Regions from separate parts of the Mus musculus genome. Here regions 1, 2 and 3 are each linked to region 4. The links are chromatin contacts, called in public Hi-C and promoter capture Hi-C maps. All regions are on one chromosome and are shown on one strand. Each heading gives the region's core, a stretch centred on a gene start, on an enhancer-like site or on the middle of the called end of the contact. The rest is flanking DNA. Distances are from core to core; before and after follow the strand shown.

Region 1 (3,137 bases), core at 53-2,552, 1.5 Mb before region 4:
TGGTGTGCACCAAATCCAGAAGAGAGCAGTGGACACCCAGGAACTGAAGTTACATAAGGTTTTGAGTGGTCTTGTGGGTGTTGGGAACAACTGAATCTAGGTCTTCAAACAGTGCTTTTAACCCCAGAGCCATCTCTCCAGCTCTGCCTATATAAAAAGACTAACTGGTTGTGAGTGCTTATGATTTAGGGTCTAAGGTAGGTCTTTAAAGTTAAGTTTTCACCAGAAATATAGCTCTCACTATACACCACTGTTGGGTACTTGGTTGGCATGAGCAAGGGCAGAGCTTCAGTCCCCAGTTCACACATACACAGATTTCTCTAGAAGACTGTTCATACTGAAAGTTTTTTATAGCTGAGAACAATGGAAGACAATCTATCCTGATTTTTTTTTTTAATGAAGGTTTATGTCCCTGTCAAGCCCAAAACTCACATCAGAATTTACAGCTTATTATTGATAGGACTGTCTTAAAATCATTAAGATACTAACGGATACTGAAGGAGGCCACAGTTAACGAAGAGGGAGAAGATGGTTTCCTGTGGAGTATGTAACTTCTTAGGGTGGTTAAAGCACAACGGTTGCAGGCTAACCGCTGTAGATTAAAGTATTCAGAAGGAAGTCTGAGGACAAGCTGCTGCGATGGTAAAATTTCCTCACACGCCCTATGAGACTTAGTACCACAGGAACAAATTTGGTGAAATTTCTGCTCAGAAAGGTCACAGGATCGCATGGCTAGAACTGAGCTTACCGATGCGTTCTTTGCAAGCAGTGCTTAGAGCCGTGCTTTGGGAACAGAGTGCGTCTGGCTGGGACATCCCTCGGCCCGCGCCGCACGAAGCGGCTCAGTCACGCAACCCGGACCTGCCCCACAGTGCTGCGGTGCCCTCCCGCCCGCACGACCACCGCTAACAAAACCCTCCCGGTTTCCGGCTGGTTTTGCCGTCCCAACTCAAACCCTGCAAAAATATGTGCGTTTCCTCCGCCGGGCGCCAGCACCCATGCCGCCTTTTGCACATCTCCGGTGGTGGTGACTGCGCGTGAGGAGCTCCCCGGCCGACGGCTCGAGGGCTGCTCCGACTCCCACGCGGCTCCAGGACTTCCGGCCCCCTCCACCCGCTCCGCTTCGCTCCCCAAGAACGCCACCCGCCGCCGCGCGCTCCGCTCCTCCGGGGAGCCCAGGGACGGGCGCGTCGGGGGCGGGGCACGGCGGTCACGCCGCCCGTCCCGTGCCTGCAGGAGTCACGTGTCCGCCCGGGTCACGTGCTCGCGCCGCAGCCAATCGCGGAGAACGCTGTCCAGGAGCAAGGAGGCTGTGGTGAGAGACCGACCAAGACCGGAGATGTTTTTAAGCCTGGCCCCGGCGGCATCAGGGGCTGTTGCAGCGGCGACGGAGACACCGGCAGCGGCGGCCACCCGGAGGTCCTCGTTCAGGGGGTGAACCCTTCTGCGCCCGCTGAGCCTCGGGTCTGTGCGGGCCAGGGGGGCGTGGCGACCAGAGGGGAGGAAGGAGGGCGCGGTTTCGAGTCTGTCCCGGGTACCAGGGAGGAGACCCTCAGCCCGGTGCCCCGTCTCCTCCCCGGAGCCAGGTAGGGGGGTTGCGCCTCTGCCAGCCGCGCCCAGCCGTGTGCTACGCGCCACTCGGCCCAGCCCAGCCCGCGGCGCGGCCGGCCGGACCGTGACAGGCCGTTGGTGGCCGCCCCGCCCGGCATCCTGACGGGTCGCGGCGCAGGTGGGGCCGCCGCTGGGCGACGCTCGGGCGGCGGCTAGCGCGAGCGCCTTGGCCGCCGCTTACCGGAACATGGCGCGGCCGGGAGGGCGCCGCCAGCGCACCGGGACGGACGGCATCGCGGGGGCGCGCCGTGCCGCCGCGCGCTCCCGGTGCCAGCGGCGCTGCGTGCGCGGTTGTCGGAGACTCGGTGCGGGCCGGGGCGTAGGAGGCGCGATGGTCCCGGGAGAGGTGCGTGAAAGCGAAAGAGCTGCGGCTCGCCGGAGCCAGTTCTGTCCTAAATGCCAGTGCGACCTGCCCTTGCCGCGTTGAGCGATCAGGTCTAGTTTGTGCCAGTTCCGATTGGAATGATGTTCAGAGACCCTTAGAGCGTATTGGAATCTTAGATCTGGTTTTTGGAGAGTAAGATGGAGATGACGCATCCTTCAGGATCCACGGCGTTGAATAAAAACGCTGTACAAAGAGGTCACCGAAGCCCAGCTGACAGCTGTTTTAATAATTACAGCGAGAATAGTTGAGGATGGAAATGAACAGTATTGCACTAGTTGAGTACGTCGGAAACATTTGAAGCAGTGTGGTTGTAGGGACTGTAATTTCCGCTGGACACCCCTTGAACTGGGGCGAAGTATGTTGCAAATCCGGCGATCAGTGACGCTCAGGGATTATCGTTAATTCTGTGGTTGAGACGAACCTGCATTCTCAGCCATGTGTTTCTTCTTATTTTAAAATGGCCTGAGTCAATTATAAAGAAAGATGAACTATCCCAGTAAGTCATCTGTTCATTAAAAACATATGCCCAAGTAGGCCTTTAAAAATCTTGCTTACTGATCTTTTTTTCATTTTCTTAAAGCGTTACACAAAGGCTTTCCTGGAGATTAACTCAGAACTGCCAAAATGTGCTCTCTTGATGCCAAATGGTTTAAAAGCAAAAATTAGAATCACCAATGTGACAATGAAGACATTGTTGTAGTTCCCTTTAAAACGTTTCAGTTTGACATTTAATATTTTAATATATTTTGTTTACATGGTGAATGTGGAGGGCAGATGACAACTTCCTAGGAGTTGGGGTTCTCACCTTTCCCTGTGTGGGCTCCAGGCAGGCTCTTAGGCTTGGTGGTTCGAACCTTTATGCGCTGAGCCATCTTGACCTCCTTCAGTTAACCTCCTGAGAGCGCTTTCATTTGGATTAAAAGCAAAAAACGTATAAAAGTATGTAATGCTTCTCCCTGGGTTTATAGATGCAGAGAGAAAGGCTTTATTTACTACTTAAGAATCTGTTATAGTCGATAGAAGTACTAATCGAATTTCTAACACTCTCCAAGACAGCTTGGCCCAGGACAAACCTAGTTGTTCAACGTATGTGTTCTGTTTTAGAGACTGGCAAAGTTCTCTGGAAATGAAACCAGGGGTT
Region 2 (2,801 bases), core at 55-2,554, 1.5 Mb before region 4:
TGTGAAGAGAAAGACAAGAGATTCTGCCCTGAGCCCCAGCTTCATACAGCATCGTTGCTCATGTTCACAATAAACTCTGGAACTAGGCATCGCTATTGCAAAGACGTTGATGGCTCTCACTGGAAAAGTCTGGAGTGTCACCGTGCAGGACACTCTGAGCACTAACCATCTCCACTGGGACAAGTGTCACTTCCAAAGTGAAGTTCAAGATAGGCCTGTGGACTACTGACATCCTTTCATGGTGTGGGTCATGTTCTGCCCCTCCCCTCTGCACCTTCTGCCCGTTATATACAATAATTCTGCCCTAAGTGCACAACACCTAGTAACCTCAGTGTCCATACTAGTAAGGGGGACTCATCATCTATGCAGGGGGATTTTCTGGTGATTCTGCTGCTCTGGGAACCCCGCATTCTGCAAGTAAACCCAGTAAACTCAGGGGTTCCCCCAAGGAACCCCTTTGATGGACTTGTACTTTGGGTTGTCATTTGGGGCCCTGTAAGGAGTGGGTAGATGCCTGTTTTCGGTCCTGCCCACAAGGGGAATTTTCCAAACCATCTAAAATGGATTGAAGGCCACTCTACTTGTGGGGGGAAATAATAAATAGCTCAGAAGTAAACGTAATTTACTGTAAGTCGTGAGTTTTGTTCTGAGACAAAAATAATTCCTCCCTCCAGCAAATGACTACAGTTCTACCTTGGCCTCCAATCGTTTCTGTTTATTTTTCACTTGTCATGCATGCCATGAATACATAAACATTCCTCTCTTATACATTCTTACACACACACATGCCTGTCAAGTATCTATGTTGACAGAGACCGTGCTTGTTGTTTAGCATAAGTGAAATGTTTCTAAGTGATCGGTGCTTAACCCAGATCACCAACCCCCCCCCCCCATATGTGCGTGTCACCAGTGTAATTCGTAATTTCGAAAGTGCTCAGCACAACCCACCCGCACCGTGCAAGTTGTCCTCCCACGCCCTGCTCCCCCTAATCTTCAGGAAGCCACGGGGCCTCTTCTCTGCAGCCGGAGCTGCAGGGTGTGGGAGGAGCGGCAGGCCGGATCCCTACATCGCCTTCCCGGTCCGTCCGGGCCCGTCCCGCCCGGGAGCCCTCACTCGCCTCCAGCCGGTGGGCGGCAGGGTCGCGGCCTCCTCCCGGTCCTGCGCTCCCAGTCCGCCCCTCGCCCACCCTGCACACTTACCCCAAGGCGGCGTCCTCACGTGAGCGTCCCCGCCCCCCGGTGACCCGCACTCCCAGGTCCTAGCGTCCACCACTGTAAGCTCGGCTCTCCGACTTCCGGCTCTCCGGGCTGCTGGTGGGCGGGGCCTAGACCAGGAAGCCGCCCCACACTCTGTGCTTAACCTTTCCTGTCTGGGAGATTCAGGTCTCTCCTGTTACCGGCTCCAAGAAACCCTCACACTACATATGCACTATATAGGACATCAAGTGGAAGTTCTCCAAACGCCCGCTCTGTTCCAGCCATGCATACTTCAGTGGCTTAATTAATCTTTTAGAAGATCCTACCTTTCCTGTGTTTACCTCTAAAGGTAAAGTCCCTTAGTCTCCAACTTAAAAAAAAAAAAAAAAATCAACGTAGAAGCGATCAGATACGGTATGATTTGACCTGGAGTACACAAGTTCTGCGTAGAAACAAACTGGAATATTGCTTACTAGGAATGAGAAAGCAGTGCTGTAGATGGACAGTCTGTGTGTGTGTGTGTGTGTGTGTGTGTGTGTGTGTTTTGAGAGTGTTGGGGGCAGATGAGTCTCCCCTACTACCGCATCCCTTATTCTAGTTTTCAGACAGCCTTCTTACCGGCAGCAAGCCAAAGCCGTAGGGCCAAAGAAGCCACAGACAGCCCACAGCTGATGAGCTCTTAGTCGGTCAGCAGCCACATAAGAATTGCTGACAGAAATCCACCCCACCCCACGGCCAAAAAACAGCTGGGAGCAGCACTAGGCCTGCAAAGATTGCCATAGCAACCAGGAAATGATTTTAAAGATGTATGTGTACAGGACCTGGAAAAAGAGCTCAGAAGTTAAGAGTACTAACTACTGGCGCAGGGGATCCAAGATAGGTTGCAACACCCACTTTGATCTACTCAGTCACCTGTAACTCCAGCTTCAGCATGATCCAGTGCTCCCTTCTGTCTTCTTTGGATACCCTTACACACACACACACACACACACACACACACACACCACATACAGGAAGACACAGTGGGCATGTCCAGGATCCTACATATTGCCAGGTTATGCAGGGTCTCTGTCAGTTAGTGTTGTGGCCATCTAATGTTGAAAGCAATGTGCCGTGGGGAAGTTGTGAGCTATGTGCTTGTGGGGGAGGGAGGGGCTCCCTCTTTGGCAGCTGGGGAGTCTTCTGGAAGGCAGAAAGCTCTTGCAAGCAGGGTTGGTAACAATGTGATAGGGAATAATCATACAAAGTTGTCCTGTCCTCTCGTGGGGTCTGGGGCAGTCCTCCTGCATCAGTCTTTACCATCTGAGGTCAGAGAGATGATGAAGGACTGGGTGGGTGCACAGCCTTCAGTGCCCTCACCCGGAGCCAATGCTGTTGTTGTGCCCGGCACACCTTCATCCCACTGTGGGAATGGGTTGGTTTAGGATCTCAACGATCGACAAGCTAGCCTCCCTAATGATGGTGAAATGTTTCCCTAATGGTGGTGACATGCTTCCCCAATGGTGGTGACATTCTCCTTTGCTTTCCTCCGGCTCCATGTTCAAAAGGTTTAAAGTTTGGTTGTTTTTTTTTTTTGAAACAATCATACTATATAGCCCTGGCTG
Region 3 (3,019 bases), core at 17-2,516, 1.9 Mb before region 4:
CGCAAACAAGCATGGAACCCGAGTCCTGTGGATTTCTTTCCAAACTCCCCCATTTAAGACATCCACTATTCTGGTACATTATAGACCTGCCTATGGGGGAAGAGATACTATTTTGGATGCCAGGGTCTTTAACCTTACAAGTTATGCAGAGTCACCTGCCTACTAGGAACAGTTGAATACCTTGCATTTATATCATCCTTTGGAGTCTGCAACAGGGTGTATGGCTTATTGTTTTGTTGTTCTTTTGTATTGACGTTTTTGCAACAGTGATAGATGAAAAGAGTCTTTTCATTCATTCCCATGTGAGCCTCTAGGTTCCATCCCCAGTACCGCCAAGAAAAAAAGAACGATAATTTAGAATAGGCTATAACATTTTTAAAAATCCAATTGGGATTACTTTTGCAAAATAATGTGATTTCTTCAACTGTGCATCCATGGCAAAACAAACGCATGCGCTATGTATTAGTAAACTTAGCTCTAAATACGGCTGAAATTTGGTGAGTAATGTGATCATTCTTCGCAAGCATGCCAGCTCCTATCATGTTTAGAACCCTGTGTTCCGAGGTGCTCAAGTTCACGCAAAGGAATTTGCTAAATAAATCCCTGGCAAGCTTCTGTAGCCGTAAATACTTTCAAGTAGAAATGGCAAAATAACACACCCAAGTCAGTACCTAAACCTTCGGAGTTTAGGTCGCTTGTCATCTGAGTTTTTACCTGCTGGCTTCCCCTAAGGTGCATGTCACTCACTGAATTTTACGAACTGTAAGTCTGAGGAAGACTTTTAAGATCCATTTAAGATAGCTGATTCCTCGGGGCCCCACAGGAAAAGTGCACGCAGAGGTGCGGCCCTGCCAGGGTACGTGGGCTTCCTCCAAAGTGGCGTTCACACCCTAACCCCGCGTGGGCCAGACCGAGACCCCCAGCACCCAAACACCCTAAATTCTGGAAGATGATCACAGGCTATATGCACTTTGAGACACGTTTGGGACGGGCTGCTAAAAAGAAGTGTGTGGTTCTTGGGAACGGTGCACGATGAGGATAAACCACGAGTGAAAGTGCGCCGAGTGGGGAGGGCCGAGGGAACAGGGGTGACGGAGAGCGACCCACACATAACATACACCCCACGGAGCGGAGCGCACGGCTCGGTCCTCCGACCGACAGGGGGCGGGCTCCAGTCCCGCGTGGCGCCGCGCCTGCGCTTCCTGCCCCTCCCGGTCCGGGATGCTGCTACCGCTGCTGCGGAGAAGCTGCTTCCCTTCCTCTACTCCCGGCGGCGGCGGCGGCGGCGGTAGCGCGGAGCGGGTGGAGGGTGCGCGGGGGCCCGGGGCGCGCGGACGGCGGCCCGAGCGCGAGCCGTATGCGTGCATGGATCCCAGCGCCGCGCTGCACCGGCGGCCCGCGGGCGGCAGCCTGGGCGCGGTCTCCCCGGCGCTGTCGGGCGGCCAGGCCCGCCGGAGGAAGCAGCCCCCCAGGCCGGCCGACTTCAAGCTGCAGGTCATCATCATCGGCTCCCGCGGCGTGGGCAAGACCAGCCTGATGGAGCGCTTCACCGACGACACGTTCTGCGAGGCCTGCAAGTCCACCGTGGGTACGCCGGGCCTGTGGCGGGTGGGCCTGGGGGAGGTCGGGGCCCGGTCCCTGTCCCCATGGAAGCTCTGACCCTCTCCCAGGGCCTCAACGAATCATCCTACGGATGCCCGGGCATACCCGCCGTGGGCACATCTGGCATCCGAGCCGCGCACAGCCCAGGTCTCCGTGGAAGCCCGACCCTCTCTTGTGGCCAGACCGAGCTTTTCCGTGGCCTTTCCGCGGGTGTCGGACCCCCGAAGCCCAAACATTCCCTCCCGGAGCCTTCACCAGTCATGAGGTCCGGGTGATGCATCCGCGGAAACTCCCGGTCCGTTACTCCTGCTCACCCAGGAAAACGGCTTTGTGAACCGAAAGTAGAGCTGAAGGCCACCCACCAGTGCAGTGCCCCGGGGTTACTCACCATCTTAAATGGGTCCGGACCTCGCAGCTTTGCAGGCTGGAGGGATGGACCAAGGTTTGCTTTCTCATTTTCTGTCTATTTTCGTGGTTTACAGAAAAGAAGTTTGTTGCAGAGACAGTTCGCGCTAAAGCTACACTCGGGTTTCTTTCTTGTTCTGTGCACAAATGTAGGGCAAAGGGATTTCAGCTGTGTTTATCCTTGACCTCAAATAACCGGGTGGATAGGCGGGCAAAGTAAGGGCGATTTCCCGGCACCCACCCGAGGTCGGTGAATTACCGGGAAATCCATAGGTAACGCTCCTGTTACCTTCCTCGGGATCTGGGTTTGAAACTGCAAGGGAATGTTTTTAGTGACACTGGATTGACAGGGCTTGACATAGAGGTTTGTTGGGGTTATGGGAAACAGTTGTGACCATGGAAAAGCTACCTGGAAAACTCTCATTTGGGGTGGCTTATAGAAAAAGGGGGTGAGCAGGAGGGACTGGACAGAGTGACAAAAAATCTAGCGTTCTCCCTGAATCCTAGCCCCAAGGAGAGGAAGGTGGATCTCTGATTTCGAGGCCAGCCTGGTCTGTCTACACAGTGAGTTCCAGGACAGCCAGGGCTATGCAGAGAGACCCTGTCTCAAAACAAACAAAATCTCAGCTTGGAGGTTTGAAAAGCTAAACACTGGTGCACATATTTTCCGTTGTAACCATTGATGGTTCCCGTTTTGAGATGAGAATTCTGTAGAGAATTTCAGGGACTCTCTTTAGGTCGTAATTGGTAAGTTGCCGGGTAACAAAACTACCACGGTTCTAAGTACTTAGACCGGAAAATTAAACCTCCAGTTTTCACACTGACTTAAATTTCCTTTTTGATTATGCCCCTTCATGCCTTTTTTTTTTTTTTTTTAACAGACCATTTTGGAAATATTTATGCTCCTTCTACCCTGTTTGTTTTTTAAATGTTTGTCTTGGGGATGTGTTATTAGAACTCAGTAACGTAATTATACCCACTGCAAATATCCAATCTTGGATCCTAAGAGTAT
Region 4 (3,173 bases), core at 596-3,095:
TCTCTCTCTCTCTCTCTCTCTCTCTCTCTCTCTCTCTCGGAACAGACAACGCACCACTTCCTAAGGTCACCACCACCGCTCTGCCAAATGCTGTACACTCTAGGCAAACCCTCAACTTCTCAGTGAGCTGGGGGTTCATACGAAAATGGGAGAACCAACTGCCTGAGATGTCTCAGTAACAGAATGAGTCACTCGCTGCTTTAGAAACAGAGGGAAATGTCAAGGTTGCCAGAGAACCCCATGCAGATGTTCGCATAAATCATGTTCAAGCGATCACCCAGCCAAAGCTAGAGGACACTATTAAGACGTCACTGGGCAAGAGGAGTTCCATTTATATATTTCGTGCAAAGAGAAAACTCTGAAAATGGGGTTGGGGGGAGAAAGGTACATTTAACTCCAAAATTAGAGAGCATGTGGGACAAAGCTCAGATCTCCCGGGCCCTGGCTGCCAGTTTACTCCAGCCTTTGCACAAGGCCGGTGCAAACTCCCAAGTTCAAAATTTAAAGGCAGCAGAGAGCATGTGTTATATATTTTCTCTCTGTGCTCTATAGGGGAAGCAGAAGCTGTAAACATTTGGAAACATCTGTCTGTGGCCAGCTTTTTATTTCCACACTTCTAAAAGAAAAAAATACTTCTAGTGCTGTGTACTAATGACAGAATCCGCAAGTCCTCGTTCCGATTTCATTAAATTCCCACCAAGCCATTGACCCTGGCATATCAGAAGAAATGGCAAGGGCTATTTCCAGTCATTTAAACTGTCATATTAAAAGAAAAAAAAAGGCAAAACATCAGCCTTATTCGGGTAGGTTGTAGATTGCTCTGGTCAACTAGTTGTTAGCTTGTCAACACTTGGATTCTTCGGATTTCTCCACACATCTGCTTCTACTAAAATGTATGTGTGTCAACAGAGAAAAGCCGTAAAGGCCACTCTCAATTGCTACGTGGTCACCTCCCACACAGAACCTATTGCATCCATTTCTTGTTATTTGCTAGTAACTTTTCCTGAAAGACTTCGGGTGGGTCGTTTGTTCAACTCCTCTGCCAGCTGGACCACCCCGCAGAGAACTGAGCGCCGCACAGCTTCCAGTGAGAGAATAACAGGCGCTTCCCCACTCTGCTCCAAACCAACCCGAGGTAACAGCTGAAGCATGACGACACTAAAATCAACCCTACTATCCATATCTCAAAGGGCTGCAACAGGAAATAAACTTTTTTATCTCTTAAGAGACAGTGAAAGGGAAAGGGGTCAGAAACAGAAATCTGCCTAGGTGGGCTGTGTTTAATCAATTTCCGCGCCTCGGTGCGTTCAGGGATCTGGGCGGCCTCTGGCAGCTTTAACCCTGAGCTAGCTTAGGGGCGACACTCACACCGGTTCCCCACCAGCAGGTGGCCGAGCCCACTTCCACAGGCCCGGGTGCAAATGTGGGAATATGTCCTCTTTTGCCCGGTGCCAAGGCTGCCACCGCATGACGCCCAGCACTTTGCAAACTCAGCGGTCCGAAACCTCAGCAAGCCGGATGAGGCTCTGCCGGTCGTCGGGTGCGGCCTCACCCTGCCCCGGTGCCGAGAAGTGCGAGCCCCGGGACCAGCCCTCCAGCTTGCGCCCGCCACCAGGTGCTTACCTGCGGAAAGGAGCCCTCCTGGCGCGGGCCCCGAGGGTAGTCCAAGTGACCCCTGTCCAGCATCAGGTAGAGTGAGAAGATTACGACGCAGAAGATCGCGCTGCCAAACACGGTGAACTGGCGACTTAACTTCATTTTCCTCGATGGACTCGGGGCCAGGACGCGGTCCTCACCCGAAGGAGGCAGAAGACTGAGGACTCCAGCCGGCGATCGCCGAGGGCTCCCTGCTCCCGGCCGCACACCCTTCGCGCGCTACGGCGCGGGTCCCGGCTGCGCTCCGCACCTCGTCTCCGGAGCCACCACGCGCCCTCGGCCTACGCCCTGGCCCGCTGCCCTCCCCAAGGCCGGCCGTCCCTGCAAGGCAGACTCCTGGAGAGCAAGGCAAAGGTCCCCACAAACTTGCTTTCCTGCAGGATAGCGCTACCCGGTAGGGCGGTCGGAGCAGTCAGAGGAGAGGTCTCTGCCCGACTTCCTGCCACGGGCCGGCACGACTGAGTCGGCAGGAAAAGTTTTCTCGACAAGGGCAGGCGTGTCCTCCGCGCCCAGAGAACGCGCGGGTTCCGCGGCTCCGGGGCCGAGTGTGCGGCGCTGGGAGCAAGGAGCGCGCGGAAGAAGGAACTGGACCTGGAGGCGCCGTGCCCCACAACTTAGCGCCGGGACACCCAGGCCCACCCCCGCCACACCGCCCCCGCGTGCCCGCCGAAGAACCCCTTCCTGCCGCGGCTACTGCGGGGGCCCGACCCGGGTGCACCCTGTGCGCCGGAGCGCTGCAATCCAGGACTTTCCTCGGCGTGTGCGTCCGATCCCCGGCCTCTCCCGGCCCCCGCCGCCCCTACCTTCCCCCTCGCGGGCCCGGGCTGCACGCGGAGGGCGCAGGGGGCGGGCAGCGCCGGGAGGAGGCAAGCCGAGGGAGGAGGAGAGGACCGTCCCCGGAGAGGAGCCCGCTCCAGCTGCAGCCGTGGAGCACCCCCTCCTTCCCGCCCCGAGAACGCGGAGATGGCGGCGGCAGCCGCGAAAGGAAGAGCCGGTTCCCCAGCGCCACTCGGCGCTCCTGTACCGCCCGCCACGAGCCGGAGGAGACGGCGGCGGCGGCAGCGGCGGCGGCGCAGCGGCCGTTGGGTCAATAGGCGCCCGCAGCCCTGGAGCTGGGCAGCCGGCTGGCCCCGCCCCCTCCCGACGCGCCGGGATGAGGGGGCGGGCCCCCTGGCGCCCAATCACAGCGCGCCGCCCGCCAGGCCCGCCCAGCGCCTGCCTCACTGGGCCCTGACAGTAGGAAGACCTCAAGAGGCTTCAGTGACAAGGGAGGCGGCTTTGCAGGAATTGAGGCCAGCAGAGAGGTGCCTCCAGGGCTCCAGCAGCCTAAGGTCCAGAGCGACAGTGGTTCATTCCCCAGATTCCATCCTCTTGTCGCGTCTTCTATCCTGGAACGCCCAGATCAGCCTGCCTTGGAAGGGTCTGTGCAGGGCTGGAAGGGGAGGTAGACAAGAAATCTGAGGAGCCTAAAAAGGACTCATCTTTTCCTCTTGCTTTTGGCGACATCCTGGTGAAAC

The links. Hi-C and Micro-C count contacts between places; a contact is called where the count stands out from the background. Capture Hi-C pulls out chosen DNA fragments and counts their contacts.
Region 1: a Hi-C map of CD8 T cells shows a contact between it and region 4, with 5 times the contacts expected there. The contact joins the promoter of Ankrd12 here to the promoter of Man2a1 in region 4.
Region 2: a contact with region 4 is called in a Hi-C map of B cells, with 7 read pairs. The contact joins the promoter of Washc1 here to the promoter of Man2a1 in region 4. A contact is called at or near these places in 1 of 39 promoter capture datasets (pre-B cells), 1 of 484 Hi-C or Micro-C datasets (B cells), 2 of 115 datasets of contacts at active chromatin or transcription factors (bone marrow-derived dendritic cells and embryonic stem cells) and 1 of 9 other capture datasets (adipose tissue).
Region 3: a promoter capture Hi-C map of liver shows a contact between it and region 4, with 3 times the contacts expected there. The contact joins the promoter of Rab12 here to the promoter of Man2a1 in region 4. A contact is called at or near these places in 1 of 484 Hi-C or Micro-C datasets (CD4 T cells) and 2 of 9 other capture datasets (embryonic stem cells and liver).

The regions. Positions count from the first base shown.
Region 1 is chr17:66,075,211-66,078,347 of GRCm38.p6, reverse strand. Ankrd12 (ankyrin repeat domain 12) reads left to right here and starts at 1,302. Exons shown (of 13, transcript NM_001025572.1): 1 at 1,302-1,464.
Region 2 is chr17:66,110,049-66,112,849 of GRCm38.p6, reverse strand. It overlaps Washc1 (WASH complex subunit 1), which reads right to left and starts at 1,304. Exons shown (of 11, transcript NM_026833.1): 1 at 1,201-1,304.
Region 3 is chr17:66,517,917-66,520,935 of GRCm38.p6, reverse strand. Rab12 (RAB12, member RAS oncogene family) reads left to right here and starts at 1,266. Exons shown (of 6, transcript NM_024448.2): 1 at 1,266-1,588. The coding sequence starts at 1,366. Gm41608 (a long non-coding RNA gene) reads right to left here. Exons shown (of 3, transcript XR_876914.3): 1 at 1,991-3,019.
Region 4 is chr17:64,600,321-64,603,493 of GRCm38.p6, reverse strand. Man2a1 (mannosidase 2, alpha 1) reads right to left here and starts at 1,845. Exons shown (of 22, transcript NM_008549.2): 1 at 1,624-1,845. The coding sequence starts at 1,758.